Linked DNA regions of Sus scrofa: region 2 is linked to region 1. The links are chromatin contacts, called in public HiChIP or PLAC-seq maps. All regions are on one chromosome and are shown on one strand. The core of a region is the stretch at or near the end of the contact, and the rest is flanking DNA. Distances in the headings are between cores, read along the strand shown.

Region 1 (7,757 bases), core at 1,971-4,470:
AATCTGATAGACTGTGTATTAGAGGATTTTAATTTTGTGAGATATGTTAATGGCATGTTGATTATATTTTAAAAATCAAAAGACCTTTTCAGTTTGAAATGAATATGAAAGAATTTATAGGTGAAATGACAAGTGGCTAGAATATGTTTTAAACACTGCGAGAAAAAAATCTTTGGGGAGGGGTTATAAGATTGGCAAAATTTGATAACTGTTAAAGGTAAGTGATGGGAACATGAGGTTCCATTTTACCATTCTCTCTCTCTACTTTATATATGTCAGAAAGTTTCTATAATAAAAAAGGTTGCTTCTTAATTTTGAAATACACAATATATCTCAAAAGTCTGATGAGCATATTTGGGTGAGGAATTAGATGCATTACATATGCTCCTGGATAACAAAATTATACAATATCCTCTTATTAACAGACTACTTTTTTCAAAAACAGGGAAAAGTTTGTCATTGGGTTTTTGCCTTTTGGTTTTTGGTTTTTGTTTTTTTTCCTTTGCTTAAATATGGATTGTTAAATTATAATTTAATCAGGTGGTCTTTTGTCCTAAATTTTATTACATGATAAATAAAAGCCAAACTATTTATTTAAAACTAAAATAAAATTTAAAAGATAAACTTATTTCCCTGTCAAGATTAAAGAGATTTCTTTGTGGCTAAACTTCAGAATGTTAATCTAAAAAAAAAAAGGTTGTTGAACAGTGAAAAATAAATGGCCTATTGTATTCCAGAGCCTAATTCCAAAAAGGCTAAAAAATTTATTAATTTATTGGATACAATGTCAAGGTCAACTCTTACTTAGCTACGATCAGAGATGACCAGCAGTAACAAACTGCTTCTTTTGACATTTAAGTTCATTTTATGAATGCCAGTCTTCCTTTTGCCTTAAGACAGTAATATGTAAACAGAAATGCAATAATTTCTGAAAATAAGGTTTTACAGGGATCATTAACCAAGAAAATAAAATAACTAAACAAGTAGAAAGAAAAACTCAAAATACATTACTACCCATAGTTCATCAATAAAAAAAAAAAAATTAACTAAAGGCAATCACTGTTTATGGAGACTTCACAATAACATCTGAATTACCAAACATATAAATGTACATGCACCCATGTATGTGTACAACAGTGACCTGAACATGAAAAACTCATATCACTTTCATTCACCTGTCCAAAAGCATTCTCACTTTTCTACCAAAGGGTGCCAAATGGTTTTGCATCCTAGATTGCTGTTCCACTAGAAAATAATATTTATAAAGAAAGAAATTGTGGGATGGATTGGGAACTTGGGGTTAATAGATGCAAATTATTGCCTTTGGAATGGTTAAGCAATGAGATCTGCTGTATAGCACTGGGAACTATGTCTAATCACTTATGTTGGAGCATGATAATGTGAGAAACAAGAATCTATACATGTATGTGTAACCGGGTCACCATGCTGTACAGTAGAAAATTGACAGAACACTGTAAACCAGCTATAATGGCAAAAATAAAAATCATTATAAATAAAAAAAGAAATTAAGAAAATAACAAACACCCACAAATATTAAAAAAATATGCATGCATCTCATCTTCTAAACTCCCTAAAAAATATAAGAAAACTGAAAAAACAGAGTATCCTTTCCATTTTAATTTGAACTGCAACTAATTTGTTATCAAAGAAAACAAAATTCAACAATACTCAAAATACTGCTTTAAGTAAGCATGAGAGCTAGTGATACAGAACATCATTCCTAGATGAGAATTACATACCGAAGTAAGTTCTGAGGATGCGACCCATATCACATCAACAAGTAGAAGAATAACAATCCCTAGGGCCAGTCGCCTGCGCTGAGTGAAACCACTGCTCTGGGAATTCATTCGATTCATGATAAATACACACACCATTTGCAGTCTGTTTTTAGAAAACACAGATCACATTAGAGGGGATTTTAAAAAAATTTTTTTAAATTATAAAAGCAAGAAAAGTAGTATAACAGAAACATCCAACATTTGTTAAGCTAATATTCAATTTGAAAGTCATCCAGTAAGTGAAAGGTATGGAATTTACCTTAGTTTAAAGGCCTTTCTGAGATCTTCAAAAGCAATGCCAGAAAACTTGGCAGATCTGAGTCTAAACGGAGGTGAAGAACTCAGCGCACCTGAAAACAACCACAAAATGATGCTTATGAAAACATCAACCACTCAACTATAAGATTCATAAGATCATTTTTACTCTTCACTTTCAAAATAAACACAAATGAAAGAAGAATATCAAAGTATATTAAATATAATTGACACTTTTCTCTAGACTTTCTTATCCAATAAACATCTCAAATTAAACTCAGAGAAGAAATTGGTAAAGGGAAGGGGGGGAGGCATACTCAACAAAGGGCATCTTTATGAATAGTTAACTACTGAAAAACAGCTTCGAGTTTCATAAATCCGCCTTCCTCGCCACTCTCTCCAGAGTTATCCACTCCGGGGATACTGTCTAGCCACGCACCTGTTTCTAAGTGTATTTTCTGTCCCTGATCTCGAGTGCAATTGGGTGATATGAGAGGAAGTGATTTGTTGTTGTGAGTCTTCGGACCAGAGGCGGGGGGCGTTTCCAAACACCTCACGTGGTAAAAGGGAAAGGATCCTCCAGGCTTCCCCACCCACCCCTGTCACAGTGTCTACTTATTTTAGATCACAACAATCATTCACGAAGTGGTGAGAAAACAGCTGTTAAAGGGAATCTTCCTTTTTCGGAGGAAAAAGAAAAGTTAAGCCAAGGGACGCCTCCCCAGGGAAGATTAAAGCCCCGAAGCGGCGGCGCACAAGTAGCTTCCTCAACTGCCAGAGTCGGGACCCAGCTCCGGCACCCCGTCAGCCTCCCCCTCGCCCCGCCCCAGACACCAAAGAACATCTGCTGGCTCCGAAGGGCCGGAGCTGTCCGTGGGGCCTCCGTCCTGGCTTCGGCTCTGGGTGATTTCGCGGCCCTCCCCCGGCTACCTACCCGGCCTTCCTGCCCCGGGATGGCGTCGTGGAGGCACCATGAGCGGACCCTGCCCGGACCCGCCGCCTCCCAGGGCCACGGCCGCGGCCTCGGACTCAGAGAGCTGTCGTGGCGCCCGACATTGCGCTGCGCTGGCGGCCCAGTCCCTGAAGCCGCGGTGCCCCTCGGGGCGAGGCTGCCAATGCCACCCTACCCCGCTCGGCCCGGGAGGGCGGGGAGCGGGCGAAGGTTAGGAACCGCGCAGGCAGCGATGGCCGCGTTGGCCGGGAGCTGGACCCTGGCCCCGGCCCCGCCCCCGGCCTGCCCGCCAGCCCGCCCTGGCCACGCCCCCCCGGCCGAGGTCGGTGGCGCGCGGGTTACGTCACGGCGGCGCGACGGCGGGCGGCGGGAGTGTACTCCCGTAGGGTGACTTGGCATCGCTAAACCGACTGCTGCCAGGTGCCGAACATTGAGCGAAGAGACTCAACTGCGACGGCGGAGTTAGGAAGGAAGGGAAGGAGGGCGCGGTGGAAGTAGAAGCGGGCGTGGGTTGCTGGAGCGGAGCGAGGGATCCGGGAGGTGGTGGAGCCTCCAGATGGCCCCGTACTAGAGCGACAACTAGCAGCCCCTTTTCTTACAGTTTGGCCAGGAAACTGCATATTCCTTTCCCGAGGAGAGGACTAAAATGCAAAGAGGCTTAGGGGAACTTATGCTTTCTGGAAACGTTTGCATGTAAACTAGATACCAGCCCCCTAGAAGTAGAAGCTGTGTCCCTAGGGCAAGCTACTTCACCTCCCTGGCCCTCAGTTTCCTCATCTGAAAGTGGGCATAATTATAGTATTGTCTCATTTTTTATATACATTTCAAGTTTACATGATTATACAGATGTGAAGGGATTATATAATTCATGGCACATAGAATTTAACAAATGTTTAATAATTACTAAAATGTATAGGTTTTTTTAAATCATCTTTTGAATATCCTGTAAGAAAAAAGGCGTGGCCAGCGTCCTGAATCCTATTTAAAAACGAAAACGAGACTAAAAGGTTTTGTAATTTAACGGAGTTGTCTACTATAGCGCATTTGTAACATCTTTATGAGGTGGTGCAAAGAAATTAATTTTCTTTCTTTTTTTTTTTTTTTTTGTCTGTTTACGGCCTCACCGGAGGCACATGGAGGTTCCCAGGCGAGGGGTCCAGAATAGGAACTACAGCTGCTGGCCTGTGCCACAGCAATGCGGGATCTGAGCCCAGCCTTTAACCTATGCCAAAGTTCACTGTAAGGCTGGATCCTTAACCCACAGAGTGAGGCCAGGAATTGAACCTGCTTCTTCATGGATGCTAGTCAGATTTGTTTCCGCTGAGCCACCACAGGAATTCCAGAAATTAAATTTTCTTCTGTAGTCACAATGTAGTGCATTTCTTATCTTTTAAATCTGTTGTTTTATTAAAATTGAATATATGTTCAAATACTAGTAACGTAATACCAACAGACATTTTTGTGTGTGTTGATTTAGTCAATTCCTTATAAAGTTATTAGCATCAAGCTCCTTTAATAATTATTCAGAAATCTGTCGTGCAGAGTAGAAAAATCTTAACCATTTACTTAAAATTGCTATGTAGAGGATATTTGATTGCAGACATTAATCAAATTATTCCAGTTCCTGCTTTATTCTTTTTTTTCATTAACTTTCTTTAGGGTGTCAGGCTCATAATATGCTTAAAATTTTTTTTTTTGCTACATTTATGATAGATAGACTGGAAAAAAAAAAAAGCATTATGGATTTCTCCTGAGATCTGCAAGAGTCAGGAAAATTAGGTTCTAATTCTTAATCTGACCCGAATTTGTTGTGTAATTTTGAGAGTTATTATTCTCTCTTGTGTCTCAATTTTCCATCTATTAAGTATGCTGACCTGTTTTTAGTTAGATAATGCAAATGTAAGTACTTTATAAATGTGTACAAGTTACTATTATTACCACTTGTTTCCAGAGCATCTGAAGAAGGACAGTGCCTCTAGTCCTAGGTTAATCTTCCATTAACATTTTCCCCTGCACACTCTGAAGGAAATTCCATTCCTCCTAGTCAACAGGCCTTGATGTGGTTTCTGTGCTGTGGCACTATCCTGACTTCAGGCATCTTTCTTTTGTCTCCATGTAACTTGCCCAAGGCCAAGTCTTCAGTTACTTCAAAGTATTAGAAAACTGCTTTCTGATATAACTTTAATTCTTATCTCTAAGTGATTAAGTCTTTAAAATTGTATCTTTACCGTTCCCTCCCTACTAAATCTCAACTGGCTACATTTTTAAGTATAAATTCCACAGGAACAAGGATATTTGTCCTCCACTATATCCTTAGCACCTAGAATAGTGCCTAACACAGAATTAGGAGTCAATATTTGTTGAGTGAACATTGTACCTTGATCTTGACCTTTTTAAGCCTGTTTTCTTTCTCATATCTTCATTTCAGTTGACGCCATTATTTTCATAGTCTCACAGGCTTAAGATTGCTCTTTCATTTTTATTAATTTCCTTTTTACTCTTCAAAGATTTTTATGACATCTTTTCAGTAGTAGACCCTAAAGATTGATCAGTTATTAAGTCTGACACCTAAAAAAAAAAATCTAGAGACTAATTTCCTATGTAAGTAGTTATGTCACAGCATGACTATAAAAGCAAGGTTCTGTGTGGTACAGGGCAGTCACTAGTTAACTAACTCCCATATACCTGTATCAAAGATTACATTTTTTCTTTTTTTAAAAAAATTTTTTATCTAAGTATAGTTGATTTACAATGTTATGTCAATTTCCGCTGTACAGGAAAGTGACCCAGTCGTACATATATATATATATATATATATATATATATATATATATATTCTTTTTCTCATATTATCTTCCATCATGGTCTATCACAAGAGATTGGATATAGTTCCCCATGCTATAAAGTAAGATTACATTTCGAATTCAAGCCTTAGTAAAATTATAAATGACTGTGAGTCTTTGGAGCCTCTAGTTACTTGAATCCACTTATAATAATTCTGTGAATTCCAAGTGTGGAAATAGATAAAAAAAAAAAAACTCAAATGAGAACAAGCAAAATTTCGTAACTCAGAGCTTGCTATGGCAAGGCAGTCAACCCCTATCACCTGCATTTGGCAGAGACTCAAAGGCAGGGAAGTGTAAACACTTTATAGTAGAAAAGAGGAAAGGTTTCACATATGCTCCTATTGTTGGCACAGGGAAGCTCAAGGAAGGCTAACCAGAAGCAAGGCATCCAATGTGGTTGGTAAGGGGTACATAGTTGCCTTTCTCTGGTTGGTCCTAAGTTGGGAATAGGGCAGAAACTTAGGAAACTGGCAGTTTTTGATCAAATCCTGGTCATTTGGGGCCAACTGCCAACACAAATTGTGGTTACCTTTCTGAAATGATTGCTGCAGAGGTTGTGGGTCAGAGTTCTATTTTTATATACACTCTTGCCCTTGTCCCTTTGTATACAGTCTCACAAGAGTCTGCTCTTACAGTTGTATGTGTAGTATCATATTCTTTGCAGTAACTACCAGAGTGCTGCACACATAGCTCGACAAATACTTGATTTGTGTCTAAGACATGGTCTAATGGATTGAGGTTCACAATTTTTTAATTATTGTACATGAGACTGCTTTTGAATTTGAATTGCCTTATGTGGTAAATCCTATGCTATTATAATGTCATATAAAAGTCATAACCTTGGGGAGTTCCCGTCGTGGCGCAGTGGTTAACGAATCCGACTAGGAATGATGAGGTTGCGGGTTCGGTCCCCGCCCTTGCTCAGTGGGTTAAGGATCCAGCATTGCCGTGAGCTGTGGTGTAGGTCACAGACACGGCTCGGATCCCGAGTTGCTGTGGCTCTGGCGTAGGCCAGTGGCTACAGCTCCAATTCGATCCCTAGCCTGGGAACTTCCATATGCTGAGGGAGCGGCCCTAGAAAAGGAAAAAGACCAAAAAAAAAAAGTCATAACCTTGGGAAATTCTGAGATATCTAAGGTCTTGGGGGTTTATTGTATACAATCAAATCCTAGATTTTAAAGGGTTTACAGGCAGGTTGGAGGAGCAAAATATCAACAGATTGGAATAAAAGTTCCAAACATTCATAGACTAGGCATCCCAAGACAGTGCTTGATTGATGGCCACTCAACTGCCATGCCCTTGAGGACACAAACCAGAGTTTTGCAGGCATGATCTCTTCAGAAGGCTTTAGAAAACAGATGACCCTGAGCTCCATTTTAATGATGGCTATTTTGATGGGGGTGGGAGTAAAGGAATGATTTTTTTTTTCCTAAGAGAATAAAGAAAATGAGTGTAGGGGAGGAAGAATTATTTTTTCCTTTTACCCTCCTAGGTTCTCTTGCTGGGGCCCTGTAAAATTAGACTAACAAAAGACAGGTTAACAAGGGGAAAACACATCGTTTATTAACACAGGGTACATCATTTGGGAGACATCTCAATGAAGAATGACTCAAATAGGTGGTTAGAACTTGTGCTAGTATAGCATCTTAACAACATCAAAACAACAATAATTTGTAGAGATGTGACAGAGAAAAAGAGTTTCAGACTTTTAAGAGATCAACCAACCATGGGGAGGTAAGTATGTGGGGGCAGCTAAAGGGATGAGGTTTGTTTGTGCAGGTCCATCTTAGCTTTCTGTTTTCATGACCATAAAACTTCCCAGGCAGAGGGGATTTATGTGTGGCAGTCCTAATTTTTTAGCAGTTTCTGCTTTTGGTCAGAAAGTCTTCCTTCTACTTAGATCTA
Region 2 (7,675 bases), core at 4,859-7,358, 130 kb after region 1:
TAACCAAATCTTTCCAATGAATGACTATGGGTTTCTTCTTTTATGTAAGAAAGCCTCTCCAACCTTGAGGTAACACAAATAATTTCCTAAATTTTCTTCTAATTTTCTAATGTCCTTATAGATTTATTTTTATTATTTGACTCATTCATTCAACTAATATTTGTTGAGCACTTATTATGTGTCAGGTCCTCTTCAAATTCTAGTGTAAATGTTTTCCAGTTGGAAAAGACAAACAATAATCAAATAAACCAATAAATAAGTGAGGCATTTCACCAGAGAATTAAAACATGGTGACGTGGTAGAGTGAGACAGCCTATTTCAGACTGAATGGTCAGGAAGAACTTCTCTGAGGAGATGGGATTTAAACTGATTCAGGAATAACTACTGATTAAAGAAGTCCAGGAAGAAGATGCAGGTGGGAATGGCCTCGGTGTGTGTGAAGAGTAGGAAGGCTGACATGGCTAATGCCTCTGAGAAAGGAAGAAGCAAGTTGGAGAGAGAGGCAGGTATCAGAAAGTGGGCTCAGCAGACCAATAAGGAGTATGGATTTTATTTTACTATAAGGATTTGTAGTCCATCTGGACTTTGTTTTTATTTAAAAACGTTTTTTATTATTATTTTTCTTTAATGGCCTCACCCATAGTATATGGAAGTTCCCAGGACAGGGACTGAATCCAAGCTGCAACTGCAATACTGGATTCTTTAAGCCCACTCTATCTGGCTGGGTATCCAACCCATGCCTCTGCAGCAAACAGAACTGCTACAATTGGATTCTTTTTTTTTTTGTTCCCAGGCTAGGAATGGGAGCTACAGCTGCCGGCCTAGGCAGCAACCATGGCAACACCAGATCTGGGGCACATCTGTAACCTACACTGCAGCTTAAGGCAACATGGGATCCTTAACCCATTGAGCGAGGCCAGGGATTGAACCCACATCCTCACGGATACCATCTTGGGTTCTTAGCCAGTTGGGCTACAAGGGGAACTCCCTGGACTTTGTTTTTATATGTAACATGTTATGTGTGTGAGGGGGGTCTAATTTTTATTTTCTTTTAAACTGAGAGTTATATTTTAAATAAACTATTCATAATTTGGAGGCAGTGGAGGGTAAGAGGGTGATATCCCACAGAATCTAGCCTCATTTTAAACTGTACAGACATCATCACTATATGAAATATATGTTCAATGGAAATTAAATATAGAATGAGTGTAATATTTTTATCCCAGGGATGTGACCATTTGGTGAAATCTTTCTAGAACTTTTTTAGAAACATGGTAAGAAGCAGTTTTTAAATCACCTTAAAGGAATTCCCATCCTGGCTTTGTGGAAATGAATCTGACTAGCATCCATGAGGACTCAAGTTCAATCCCTAGCCTTGCTCAGTGGCTTAAGGATCTGGCATTGCAATGAGCTGTGTGTAGGTTGCAGATGTGGCTCAGACCTGGTGTTGCTGTGGTGTAGGCCAGCAGCTGCAGCTCTGATTTGACCCATAGCCTGGGAACCACCATATGCTGCAGGTGTGGCCCTAAAAAAAAAAAAAAAAAAAAAAAAAAAAAAAACCAAACAGACCTTAAAAACCGGTTTTATTATTTTAGAGTCACACAAAACTTGATAAAAACCATAGCCCTAGTTGACTGGTCATTTTATTCATTTGACTTGGCTTTGAAAAATGACTTTTAGCTAATTCTAAAAAGCAAATCTACTCACAAAAGGCCAAGATTTGTCACCAATAAAAATATTTAAAGGAATGTACAACAGGCTCTGAGGGCAAGTCTTAAGGAAACCTTCCAAAAATATTTTGTGCAATGACAGTATTAAAAGGGTAAGCACACAGGCCCGAAGAAATTCTGTGAAAAGGAGGACAAATTTTTGGGTGTTTAGGTTTGTATAAGTAATAAATAAAAGACTCATTACTTTATTTATTTATTTTTTTTTATTTTTTGGTCTTTTTGCCTTTTCTAGGGCCGCTCCCGCGGCATATGGAGGTTCCCAGGCTAGGGGTCTAATCTGACTTGTAGCCGCCGGCCTACTCCTGAGCCACAGCAACACAGGATCCGAGCCGCGTCTGCAACCTACACCACAGCTCACGGCAATGCCGGATCTTTAACCCACTGAACAAGGCCAGGGATTGAACCTGCAATCTCATGGTTCCTAGTCGGATTCGTTAACCACTGCGCCACGACGGGAACTCCAAAGAGTCATTACATTATAATTCAACCATACTGCTCTTATCTGTTCACAAAGTCATTTTATAATTTATAACATGCTTTTAAAAAATTCCAGCTTTAGGTATTTCTGCCAATTTTATAGATGAAGAAAAGGATTAAAGAGCTCATACTCAATTCTCTTGACTCCAAGCTCAGTGATCTCTTTATACACAAGTTAGTAGTTTAAGATCACACAACTTGAGAAGGGGGAAGCCACAATTCACAGCTATCATCCCCTCTGACCACTAGGCTGCATGGACATGGACTATTTATCTACCTGCCTTAATCAATGCTCTCTGTGGATTTGAATGGTCTGCCAGTTTGCAAACAGTCACCCCTGTAGCGAATGCCTAAGTTGATTTTTAGAAAAAAAAAAGTTTCCCCCTTTAAAATAATGGAGATCGAGTGACATGAATTTCTTGGACATTTTAAGATTCAGAGACATTTGCTAAATTTACATTAAAGCACAAGAATGACCTAGAAGATCTCATGTTAACTGGTAACCAGCATATCAGTCAAAATTAGACAATGCTTGTGGCATTACAATTAAAGAGCCCTGAGAAGGGGTCAGAACTTCATTTTAATCTGGACTCTGTTCCTTAGTTTCTCTAAGATATTGGGAAAAATCACTTAAACTCTCTGCTTCTGTATCACTTTTAAATTTGATGCAAGTAATAGAATCTGAGTACCACTAACTTAGGCAAAGGGGAATTAATTGGAAGGATACTGCAAGATTCACAAATGCTTGAAAGGTTGGGAATGGAGCTTGGAAATGGACAAAAAACAAGGACTTGGTTGACCAGAACTAAAAGGAAAATCAGGGTGCTTTTAGGGAGTAAAGGACATAGGACAAACAAACCCCACCAAACCACCACTGTGCTCTTCACATCTAACGAGATCATTTCCAAGAGGCCTCCTAGCTCTGACATCCTCTGCTTCTCTGTATTTGGAGAAGGGTGAGCAGGAAGGAGGGTGCATATGCAAACAGGGTGGTCAGAAACACTTTGGCCGGATGTGCATCCGAAGGCTCTGCACAGCTGAGGAAGGCTCAGCCACCACAGCGTGTTGAGGTTGACCGATGTGGCGTGTAGAAAGCAGGAAGTAGAAAGGGTCTTAAGCAAGCAAAGCATTTGGGTAGACAAATTATGAGGAACCTACACAAATGACACTTCTCACAAGTGTTGGAAGCTCTAAAATGCTTCTAACAGAGTCTCTAAGACAAAGGACATGCTTGACTGTGTGAGAGAGACTGTGGCAGGTTTCCTCAAGCCTATGAAATGAGATCCAGTACTGAGCAGTGACATGATATTTGAATATAACAGGCAAGTAAACATTAAACAGCCTTTCAAATCAAACGTTGAAAAATCAGCAGTCCACCGGTCAGATATAGCCTTCAAATAATTAGTTGCCACCACATAAAAATACAGATTTCCAACTTTTCTTGAAAAAAGGGAAGCTTTGGCAACAATGGGCCTGCATTCCTTCATAGCAACAATCTTCTACTTTCTTCTATGGGCTCTTCACTTTGCCAAATCCTCCTCACAGCCCTCTTCACTCACAAGGTCACCTGCTTGGACTATGGGAGCATTGCGGTTTCTGAACACTGACGTAATCACTTCCAGGACACCACCTAAGCCCAGCATTTGGGCAGCCATATTGAAGATGTACCACCGTGGGCTTTCCTAAGCATGAGAATTCCTCTGAGTTTAAGTTCCTCACCTCCGTCCGTGGGACCCCTTTGGTATGACCCATTTAGTCTGACTTACCTGTGATGCAGGAAACCCTTTACTCTACTCCAACCAATCCACATCTCCCTCTTCTGTCGGAGCTAATCTTCAAGCACCTGCTCTCCCAAATGATCTTAAATACCTGATGGCGGAAAAGGCAGCAAAGAATCCTCATACAGCATCTTCTACATGTAGGGAAAAATAGAACAAAACAAAAAGCTGCCACAACATTTCATTGCTTAAGTCTCTGATGGCTTCCAAGTTGCTTGTAGGCTAAACTTTTAAGACGCTTAGAGAAATCTACGAATCTTTGCATTGTTTGATTCTTCCTTATCTCTCAGGATTCACTTCCCATTTCATCTGCCATGGCTCATTTCACTTTGGCCACTTGCATCTTTCTTCAACTTGTAGAAGAAGCCAAGCTCCTTCTGGTCTCAGGGCCTTGACTCTTGCTATTCCCACTTCCTGGAGGTTTCCTTCTTTCTCACCCTTTCCCAGATCGCCTACCATCCTACAGCCCTTAGCTTTTCAGTGCCCTGCCTTTTACCTCCTTTCCATTCTCCCACTCCTCATTTCTTGTAGCCCAATTTTGTGATTTCTACTGCTCTTAATGCAATTTGTATGTTTTCTCACTTAACTGTAAACTCTACAACAGAGACCTTACCTTTTTTTGTGCCTACTGGATATTCAGGGTGAGCATATCTCTGTCATAAGAGAGTGGGTGAGCAATTCTTATGTACCAAACGAATGAAAAACCTGTATTTCATCCCCCAGTTTGGTCTAACCATTGCTATGTGATCTTCTGGAATAATAAGACATCCTTAGGAAAAGGATTTCTGTTTCAGTTGCAGATAAGTAAATCTACACGCTTTATCAAAAGATAAGCCTAATGAAGAAGAAAGCTATTAACTTTCTAGTTTGGTGGGTGGGGGAGGTCCAGACCATCACTTGGGAACTTGGTAGAAATGCAAATTACCAGGCTCCAGACAACCTAATCAGAGAACTTCAGGGGATGCAGCCCAGCATGCTGTGCTTTAACAAGTGTTCCAAGTAATTGTGAAGCACACTTTGAGAAGTTGTTCTAGGCTTTCCAGGTTTTAATCTTTTTTTTTTTTTTAATTATATTTCTTGGTCCTTAATCCTTGGTCTAATCCTGTAAGTGGAACATTAGAATCTTAAACTACTCCAGAGGGAAATCTCCTGTCATCATCCAAAACCGTCCGCGGCTTATTTGTGTACAGTGTATTACGTAGATTATATTCCCGGGAGGTTTACCTTTCTCGTGGGCACAAGCCTGCCCTCCGGAGGGCCTACAGTCTAAACCGTGTTGTAACAATGCACAAATGCAACTGAAAAAAAAAAAAAAAAAACCAACAAAAAAACCGCACAAAGCCAGAGCAGCCGTGGCGCAAGCCTTTTGTTCATTCCTCCTTCAACTGCTCACCCCTGGTCTGATACCGCTCTCTTCCACCCAGAAAAGAAGCCACTCAAGTTAAAAATGGACGTGTGCCGCTGACAACGTTTTCAATTACGCCGTTTTCCTTCGGGCACTGGAGGAGGTATTCGTGGCTGAGGGGTGTGGTTCCATTCCTTCCTCGACCCAGCACAGAAGTAATTGAAACTAAAAGCCCCTTCCAGCTTCAGAAGGAGAATTGCAGGCGCTGACAGACTCCTCCACCCCTACCTGCAGGAACACCCGAAATGGACTTCCTCACTGTCAGGATGGGAGCGGCGGCCCGCGGCGCACCTCACTGCGCATGCCCTCTCGCCCCGCCCGCTCGGAGCCGGAAGGGGGTGCGCTCGCGGCCTGGGCCTGGCCTGGCCGGGGCGTCGGCGCCGGCGGCCATCTTGGCTTCCCGGGGAAAGGCGGTGTGAGGGGAAGAAGTTGTAGGGTGGGGGCAGGAGTGAGGAGGAGGGAAGAAAGAGGGGGAGGAGGCCGCGGCAGGGCAGGGCGGGGATTGCCTGCCTGCCTGCCTGCCTGGGTTGCGGAAGTGGTAGCCGCTGACCGAGCCTGCTGCTCTCTCGCTACTGCCTTCGGCTTCCCGGCTCCCCCCCAGACGGAGAGGGCGACCCGGCCGTGGATGGTCAGATAGCTTCTACCTCCCGCCGCCCATCCCTGGCCCCAACCGGCACGGAGCAGACGGGGGCAGCAGCAGCAGCAGGCGAGGAGGAAGATGGCGGGACGGCTGCCGGCCTGTGTGGTGGACTGTGGCACAGGGTAAGGGGACTGATGGGCGGGGGTGGGGAAACTGAGGCGGAGGCAGGAAAATGGCGGGGTAGGGACGAGGCTGGGAAATGAATGGTGCGGCGAGGTGCTGCCGCGGGCTGTGTCAGTCCCAGCCCCGCCGGGTGGCGAGGGGTGGGGCCGGGAGCCAGGGCCTCCCTCGTCCCCCTCGATTCATCCTTTGGGAGCCGGGCGCGGGACCAAGGAAACCCTCGCCCATGCCCGGTTCCCGGGAGCAGCTTCCTACGCGGACCCCTCCCAGCCCTTCCCCCAGAGCGGTGGGCACCGCTGCCGGAGGAGCTGCGGGGACCGTCGCCTGCCCCGGGCCTGCGGTCGCGTGGGGGTGGTCCCCGAGCTAGGCGCACCGGGCTCTCCATTCCCTTAAGTACCCCTGTCTGCCCGTGGGTTTGGAGACTGAGGGGAATGGAGCCCGGGGACTGGCCCGGCAGAGGAGCGAGAAAAGAGAAGCGCTCCTTCTGGGTTTTGCAAGAGATTGCTGTGACTACACTCTTCCCCGGGCTGTGGGTGGGGAAAGGGAAGAATCGGACTCTGAAAATGGGAACCTAGATCGGGGCTTTCATTTGACCACCCACCTCCTCTTCCTTTTCGACTCCTGGTCTTTTCCATCTCCCACTGGGTTCCTACCGGTCAACTAAGTCACATTTTAATTTGAGAGAAAGATGTCATGTGTTACTTCTCTAGCCTCAAAAAAGTCCCCCAGTGAGCAAGCGCGCTGCAACTTCCTTAGTTTTGTCAAAGCCGCTTCCTGCTTTCAGTCTTTTATACCCTTATAAGGTAGTTTTTCGTTTCCAACCTGAACACATCTTACTAGAACTTTGAAAATTAAGTAGATTTCAAAGTCTTGAGTTATTGGTGCGGGGTTTCAATTTATGTGAACTTGAAAAATATATTTGTCTCCACAGAGAGGGAGGAAGGGAAGCATCCAGGAAAATTGTTTTATAGATTCATTCTGTGACAGTATCTTAAGGCGAGAAGGTAATAGAGTTATAAAGGGGTGTGTTTGCTTTTCAAGGAGTTATCACTGATCTGTAGTGTAGTTTACTAAAATGTAGAGTGCCGTTCAAGTGGTCATTCCTTTTGTATTAAAAGGCATTTTAGAGAGTTATAGCACATTTTACACTTATGAAGAAAATATTGCCTATATTTTAATGTAGAGTGATCGCTTTGTTACAGTAATCTTTTCTTTTGTGCGTGTGTATGCTGTGCTAGAATATTATTACTTCTCTAATTTCCCAAATACTCCAGTTTTTTGGGTGTGCGTGTTGGGGGGGGCAGAGAGCGGCAGATTGCTAAACTTTTTTTTCCCTTTTTTTTATTATTCAGCAAACTATTGTTACTTAAAGGATGGTATACTCCTCTCTATTTGCTTTCTAAAATTTCTCTCTACAGGCTCATACCTTTATCCAAGTGTAGCAGATTCGAAAATCCCAGCCATGCATAGTGAAACAACTGATTTATTAATACATTCCTTTAGAAAATACCAGCCTCTTTTAGCC

Evidence for each region. HiChIP or PLAC-seq counts read pairs in DNA pulled down with a chosen protein or histone mark.
Region 2: a contact with region 1 is called in an H3K27ac HiChIP or PLAC-seq map of alveolar macrophages. The contact joins the promoter of ACTR3 here to the promoter of SLC35F5 in region 1. A contact is called at or near these places in 3 of 5 promoter capture datasets (fetal liver, fetal skeletal muscle and liver), 19 of 47 Hi-C or Micro-C datasets (alveolar macrophages, blood, brain and 10 more) and 2 of 2 datasets of contacts at active chromatin or transcription factors (alveolar macrophages and skeletal muscle).

What each region holds. Positions count from the first base shown.
Region 1 is chr15:19,968,444-19,976,200 of Sscrofa11.1, forward strand. It overlaps SLC35F5 (solute carrier family 35 member F5), which reads right to left and starts at 3,221. Exons shown (of 16, transcript NM_001243692.1): 1 at 2,989-3,221; 2 at 2,059-2,149; 3 at 1,761-1,902. The coding sequence starts at 3,028.
Region 2 is chr15:20,099,053-20,106,727 of Sscrofa11.1, forward strand. It overlaps ACTR3 (ARP3 actin related protein 3 homolog), which reads left to right and starts at 6,109. Exons shown (of 12, transcript NM_001134343.1): 1 at 6,109-6,152. The coding sequence starts at 6,109.